Regions from separate parts of the Hordeum vulgare genome. Here region 1 is linked to region 2. A link is a contact called in public Hi-C data. All regions are on one chromosome and are shown on one strand. The core of a region is the stretch at or near the end of the contact, and the rest is flanking DNA. Distances in the headings are between cores, read along the strand shown. Region 1 holds the start of LOC123447385 (outer envelope protein 64, chloroplastic). Region 2 has its middle 9.2 kb from the start of LOC123447382.

Region 1 (3,410 bases), core at 361-2,860, 140 kb before region 2:
TTAGTTGATTAAGGAAGTTCAAGAAAATTGTTTAGAATCTGGAAATCTGTTGATGTTCAAGTATCACCAATGTCAGAAAACAGAAATGTCGCTTCAAATGTCACTTCATGGTAGAGTCATTGACATGCCAGTAAACAAATTCAAAGCAAAATGTGATTTAAAGACTAAGAACAAATACCAAACCATCTCCACTAGTTCTTTTTTTTCCTGAGTAGCACCCCAAATTTGTTTGAGGATTTAAATCTGGCAGATAAGAAATTACGAGTATCTAACAGGGTGTTAAGTATGTTTCTACAAGAGGCTGCTTATGGAAAAGAGAGAGTGGAAGGTCAGGATGCAACTGAGCATGTTAGCATCAACAGATGACTGCCGCAAGTCCCAATGCTTGCCACATTAGCAACTCTTCAACGGATAACGGGGAAGATTGTTTCAACAATCACCAACGAGCACATAAACCAATATGTTCGGTGGAGGAAACTGAAGGGGTGAAGTTCACCCCCTACCAAAAATGTGCTTCTGAAACCAGCAGTAGATGCCTAAATTAGTCTGTCCTATAAATAGTTTGTGATCTTCCCTCAACCTCAATCTTAACTCCCAAAATTCGCTCTAGCAACTCATAATTGGCATGGCAAACCTAACAAGATAAATTTCATGAAGAAAAGGTACTATGACTCATTATTATTATGTCAGATATTGTATTGTCTATGGATTCTAGCGCCTTGTAGTATAATAAACCACACCACGAGCCAGGATGCATGCTGAAACTACTGAGCTGCCTAGTTCTAGCGTAGTAGATTGTTGGGTAACTGTGATAGATAATACCATAACTGTTGTATCTAATACTACCAACATTCATGTGCTCTTGCAGGGCACTGTTTTCCTTTTTGGCGTCGGCCATTAAAAAGTTGGAAAGTCATCCACGAAGCTGTCCCATGCGAGGCAGAGGCATTAGAGTCATTCAAACGGCAAAGAAACAATTCAGCACATACAATGCATCAATGGTTCCATGCTGAGCAAATCCCATCACCACGACCGACTGGTAACCAGCAGCACAAATCCAATCCCCGTAAACAACAATACCGAATTAACGCTGGCGTGGCGCGATCGAATCATCACCCAAGCTATGCTAAACAAGTCGCCCCCTGCCTAACCCAATCCGGGCTAGAACCTGTCGCCGGCCAAACACGAAGGGGGGAGGGAGGGAGGGGGGGCGAGAGCTTACGCGTCGGCGATGGCGAAGCAGAGGTCGGTGAGGGGGTGGCGTGCCTGGGGCGGCGGGGGCTGGGGAGGCGGCAGGAGCTCGAGGCGCGACACGAAGGCGCCGTGGTCCGGGCGGGCCGGCCGCTTGAGCCGCTTCGCCGCCAGGAGGACGCCGGCGATGCCGAGGCCCAGCAGCACCCAGAGGTTGGCGGCCGTCGAGGACGCCATGCGCCTGTGTAGCGGGCCGTACGCTCCGAGCGGGCGGGGGAGAATTCGAGGGCTAGGGTTTTTAGGGGGCGGGGGCGGGGGCGGGGGTTTTGAGGCGAGGGCGGTGGGGAGGAGGAAGACGGCGAGAGGCCCGGAAGGAGAAGGCGGCTGCGTGGTGGATGGATAACAAGCGCCGTGGGGGTCCCGTGGGCGCTGTTGGCTTCGCGGAGGAGCTATATACCACGGGCGACACCAAAGCTGAAATTCCTTCCAACAGAGGAACATCTCTTGTCTACCGAAAGGAAAACCTAGGTGATGGGAGTTTTCCGGTGAATTTTGAAAACCTGGTTTGCTTGCTTTTTCGCTTGAATTTCAAAGGGAACATTTTAGTTTCTTCATAAGCCTTTTTTACGGGAAGAACTTTTGATCTATTCATCGGCACCGGAGGTAGCGTAACTTACCATCTAGCAGCGACTACAATTATTGAAAAATCACGCACTCTAAGACCTCTTTCAACGCAAATGTGCTTAGATGAGGTGCTACGTGTATTCAATGTCTTAGATGAGTTGTGCCTATTTGGCAGACTTAGCACTCGTACTCCCTTCGTTTTTGTCTACTCTGCATATTAGAGTTGACTACAGTCAAATTAAATAAAGTTTGACTAAGTTTATAAAAAAAAATACTTACCGTAACAAATTCATATAATGTGAAAGTAAATTCAATAATGTATCTAATGGTATTGATTTGTTATTGTATATGTTAATATATGTGTCTATAAACTTTGTCAATGTTTATAAAGCTTGACTTTGACCAAAGCTAATGCGTCGAGTAAGTAAAAACGAAGAGAGTACATGATGAAGCATTGGGAGAAGCCTAAATGGTTCTAATCCGATAAAGTAAATACACTTTATCTTTTAAAAGCACTTGTATTGCTCATTTGTGTTGAAGTCAAAACTCTGTGAGCCATTTGATGGCAAATTATGGCAAGGGCGCAAGGCTCAAGGTCACATTGCCATTTGGTTAGGGTTAGCACCCGCTAAGGCCATCACACTTTGCCAAACTAAATGTAACCTTGCTATGTACTCTAAAAATATGTAACCTTTCTAACTGGGCAATACAAGTATTTTTTGGAAAAAAAGTATATGGGATGCCTTTACAATGCAAGAAGTAGCGGAGCTAGAGATGTGTTTGGTTGCCTCCACTAGGCCCAACCAGGCCCGCGCGGAATGAATATGGGCTGTTTGGTAGCATGCATTCACTGTTTGACCCGCATAGCACGAACCTCAAAGCACCTCTCAGCCAGGCCCGCTGGGAACGGTCGAATCGGCTGTTTTTTGCGAGCTAGGCTTGAGCGATGCAGGGGAGGGGAACGCCACACCGGCCACACAGGGGAGGGTGATGGCGAGAGCGATGGCGCATCTTCGAAAAAGCAGCGCGACGAATTTGAGTCACCGCCCGCCGATTCGGTCACCCTATATATCGAGGGTGACCGCGGCGGCAAAACTCCCTCCACCATTTCCCCCCTCTCGAGCTTTCCTCCGACGCGGATCCGTTTCCATGATGAGGTAAGCGGTGCAACAACTCCGACGACCGGTGACTGCGGCGGTGGGTCCTCCTCCTCCTCTCCAACGTGCCAGGCGCCTCCTCCCCGGTCGTTCCGATGGCATGTGTAAGTTCAATCATCACCTCCTCTCTTTACTAGTTCTAGCTAGATCTTTCCATATGGTAGGGTTAGGCCGTCTGATCTGTTTGACTGTGATGTTCTAGCAGCTAGTTGTGATGGATTTGGAGCATGCTGGGGGTTGTTTCCATGTGGGCAAGTGTTGGTAGCTAGTAGTCATGGATGTTTTGCTGGTAGCGTGCAAGTGTTGGACAAGATCATGACGCTTACATTTGTAGGATATGACCACACAAATGCAAGAGATTAGTCAGGCCCTCGTGCTGCCCGAGAGCCAATTTTCGTCATCCTGTGTCGAGGACTCCCGGCCTCCTATGGAACAAAT
Region 2 (3,689 bases), core at 771-3,270:
TAACTTTCATTACTCCGGCCGTAATGTCTAGAGTAGTACCTGATCGATGGCTATTCATTGCACCACCACCACATGCATTGAAATGAACGTGCTTTCCAAATCAACGCATAGTTCTAATTTTGCCTGACCTGTTCTTTCGGGGTCAAGTGTCGAGTCATACTACCTCATGATGAGTCACCTTTCTCATGACGGCCATTTCCATCGTGTGATTGATTTCAGTAATATCATTGCAACACAAGTTCTTTATATGAAACAGAAATAATTTACTACACATGGTGATAGCTACACATGGCATCAATTTTTATCTCTAATTAATTTGATAAATTATTTTGAAATATAAAAAATAACTCTATAGCAATAACGTGGTTTTGGACTATCCAGGCAAGCAAACATGCAATTATGCCAAAAAGGCAAGGAAAAAAGACAGAAAGACGTGAGAAACGCCCTTTCTACATAACAAAAAACACCTGTGTCAAAAACGTAAAAAAAAGAAGACAAATAAAAGTAAGAAAAGGTCATTCATATATAACAAAAATGCACTTGTGCCAATGTCATTGAAACCCAACACCTCGTATATCAAAAAAGACACTCATACCAAAGGATGTGTAGCTACCACTACGCATAAGAAATCACTTCTCTTCTATGAAATTGCATGACCATGTCTTTGCTTAGACGAGGGGGGTGGGGGGGGGGCGAGTTACACTGGGCCATATGTCGGTTTTTGGAACAGTCCCAAACCTTAAGAAACTTTTCTTATATGGCGGCCCAGGGTGAGCCATAGGCGGCTTGCCTTGGGCTGGAGCTAAGGGAAAACCTTATTTGACGCTCTTTGCGTTAAATAGGTGGGCAAACGCACAGAAGCTAGCAACGGATTTGGGCCAGCCCATTAGCAATCCCTGTTTTGGGAACCTTAGGTTTTCAACCGGTTTTTTCTGTTTTGGGAACTTTCTAGAAAATTTACTGAACTGGTTTTTCATTTTTTATTTTTTTTTCTTTATTCTTTTTTTATTTTTCTATTTAAAAATGTTTTGGAATTTGAAAAAATGTTCCGGAATTTTAAAAAATGTTTCTAAATTTGAAAAAATGTTCCGTATTCTCAAAAGATGTTCTGTAATTTGAAAAAATGTTCCAAAATTGAAACAATGTTCCGGAATTTGAAAAAATGTTTCGGATATTCATAAAATGTTCTGGAATTTGAAAAAATGTTCCACGTATGGAAAAAAGTTTTGGAATTTGAGAAAGTGTTCCAGAATTTGAAAAAATGTTCTGCAATTTGAAAATTGTTCCGGATTTAAAAAAAAAATCCGAAATTTGAATTTTTTTTCCGGATTTTCAAAAAATGTTCCGATTTGCAACAATGTTTCGAAATTTTAAGTTTGTTCCGTAATTTTGAAAATATGTTGCGGAATTTTAAAAATTGTTCTGGAATTTTTATCAAAATATTTCAGTTTTTTCATAAAAAAGTTCCATAATTTGAAAAACAAAATCTGTATTTTGAAAAAATATTCTGGAATTTTAAAAGATGTTCCTGATTTTGAAAAAATGTGCAAAATTTTATAATTTTGTTCACAATTTGAAATTTAGTCATGTTTCGATTTTTTTATAATTGAAAAAATGGTTTATGGTTTCAAATTTTGTTCACAGTTTGTAAACTGTTCAGGGTTTCAAAATAATTTTCCAGATTCGAAAAATGTTCACGGTTTCATAATTTTGTTCGTGAATTTGAAATTTGTTCATATTTCAAAATTTGTTAAAAAATAAAACATGTTTGCTATTTCAAAAAATGTTCTGAATTTTCAAATATTATTCTTCAAATACTAAAAATGTTTTGCTTCAAATTAGAAAAGAAAAAGGAAAAAAACAAAATAGAAAAATATTAAGCAGAAAAGAAATGAAGGAACAAAAAAAAAGAAAAAACATCTAGGCCGGCCCAGTCGGTCGACCCCCTCTGCGTCCGCTTGGCAGTTGGCCACAACGAGCGGCGCATAGGAGGTCGAGAAATAGCCCTCATCGTCGATTCCCTTGGTGTCCTTAAATTCTTCATTTGCTTGAAATTGGCGTTGGGCCTATTTGGCCTGTTGGCCGCTCGGACTAGGTCAATTGAGTAATTGCCACTCGAATTCTCGCGATTTCGAAAAACAACACTGCAAATTTCAAAAATACCATTCTAAGTGATATCCTATATACCTTAATAATTTATCCCCACTACCTCTATTATCTAAACATGCACACGTGACATTTCATTAAAGGCCCACAACAACATTCATGTGAAAAAGTCTTCTATTATTAATTGATCTCACCACACATACCACCTCATCAAAGGTCCATTCAACATGCATGAGTTTTTTTATTACATTATGTCACTCGTATTCAATATATAATATGTTTTTCTAAGATTTAGTTCATATATTATTAATTCAACTATTCATTTTCAAACAATAAAATCACTTGAAATAGATTCCCGCAACAATGCGCGGAGTATGCTCTAGTTTTTTAAAGTCTGCATTGGTGTTTTTTAAAGTTTGCAAAATTTACAGTGACATTCTCAAAGTTTGAAACCCTGAATTTGAGTGGCGTTTATCCAATTTTAACCCCTAACTCTAAGCAGCTGCTATTTTTTTTTAAAGCGCCGCCCCTCTCTTCCCTCGCTCGTCTCTCTCCCGCCCACCTCTCCCCTGTCCCGGCGCCTCTCACTCTGCCCCAAAATCGCCGCCGCTGCACCCCCGCGCCGCCCGACCTCCGCCACCTCCCCGCGCCATCGCGCACCGGCGCGAATCCCCCTCGCTCTCTTATCTCTTTCCCCGCCGGCGCCCTGCCTTCTCGTCCCCGCACACGCCTCGGCGCCTAACCCTAGCCGCCTCGGGAGAGAGAAAGAAAGAGACATAGAGCGCAAAAATCGGCGGCGGCAGTGCCGGCGACGATGAGGATCGAGGATGTACAGTCTACGTCGAAGAAGCAGCGCATCGCCACCCACACCCACATCAAGGGCCTCGGACTCGACGTACATACTTCTCCATCTCCCCTGCTTCTCCGCTCCTCACGCGGGGGGAGGTTTTCCTAGGAATTTTAGTTTAGGAGTGTTTCCAGTAATTACCCCGAATTTTCGTTCTCGGGACTTTCGTTTGCTTCTCTTCGCAGGCCAATGGGACGGCGATAGGGATGTCGGCGGGATTCGTGGGGCAGGCGGAGGCCAGAGAGGCGTGTGGGCTCGTGGTCGACATGATCCGCCAGAAGAAGATGGCTGGGCGCGCACTGCTCCTTGCCGGCCCACCTGCCACTGGCAAGACCGCGCTCGCGCTCGGCATCTCCCAGGAGCTGGACAGCAAGGTCTGTGCTTCTAATTCATCCTTTCACTCACAAATTGCTATATACTCGTAGTGCTACTGTCACATGTTGTGCTGCAATGTACAACTTGTTTCCCAGGCTGGAGTGTCTGCATTGTACTACATTTGGGCTAGTCAGTCCAAATTTGGAGGCTAGGTTGTTACTGCCTTACTGGTCAGTCCTTATCGTTTAGTCTCTTTAAAGAAAAAGGTCAAACTTACTGCTCGTGGGCAGCAGCTGTATGATGAGCAGGTAGCTCTGCATTTTCAAGGTCTCATCTAGTTCCAGTCAGACAGGCACCCAATTTTATTCAGTGAGAGCTATGGCCATTGGAGCATTCACACCTTCTCATTTTGTTGTAGCTG

Evidence for each region. Hi-C and Micro-C count contacts between places; a contact is called where the count stands out from the background.
Region 1: a contact with region 2 is called in a Hi-C map of leaf, with 4 times the contacts expected there. The contact joins the promoter of LOC123447385 here to the enhancer-like site in region 2. A contact is called at or near these places in 3 of 6 Hi-C or Micro-C datasets (leaf and seedling).

Annotation. Positions count from the first base shown.
Region 1 is chr4H:15,064,573-15,067,982 of MorexV3_pseudomolecules_assembly, reverse strand. It overlaps LOC123447385 (outer envelope protein 64, chloroplastic), which reads right to left and starts at 1,610. Exons shown (of 13, transcript XM_045123982.1): 1 at 1,223-1,610. The coding sequence starts at 1,428.
Region 2 is chr4H:14,923,347-14,927,035 of MorexV3_pseudomolecules_assembly, reverse strand. It overlaps the pseudogene LOC123447384. Among protein-coding and RNA genes, the nearest start is that of LOC123447382, 9.2 kb to the right of the region's middle. Within about 2 kb of position 2,020, at least 2 of the 3 cell types and tissues checked have open chromatin away from gene starts, as enhancers often do. A contact at or near this core is called in leaf, where this site is marked.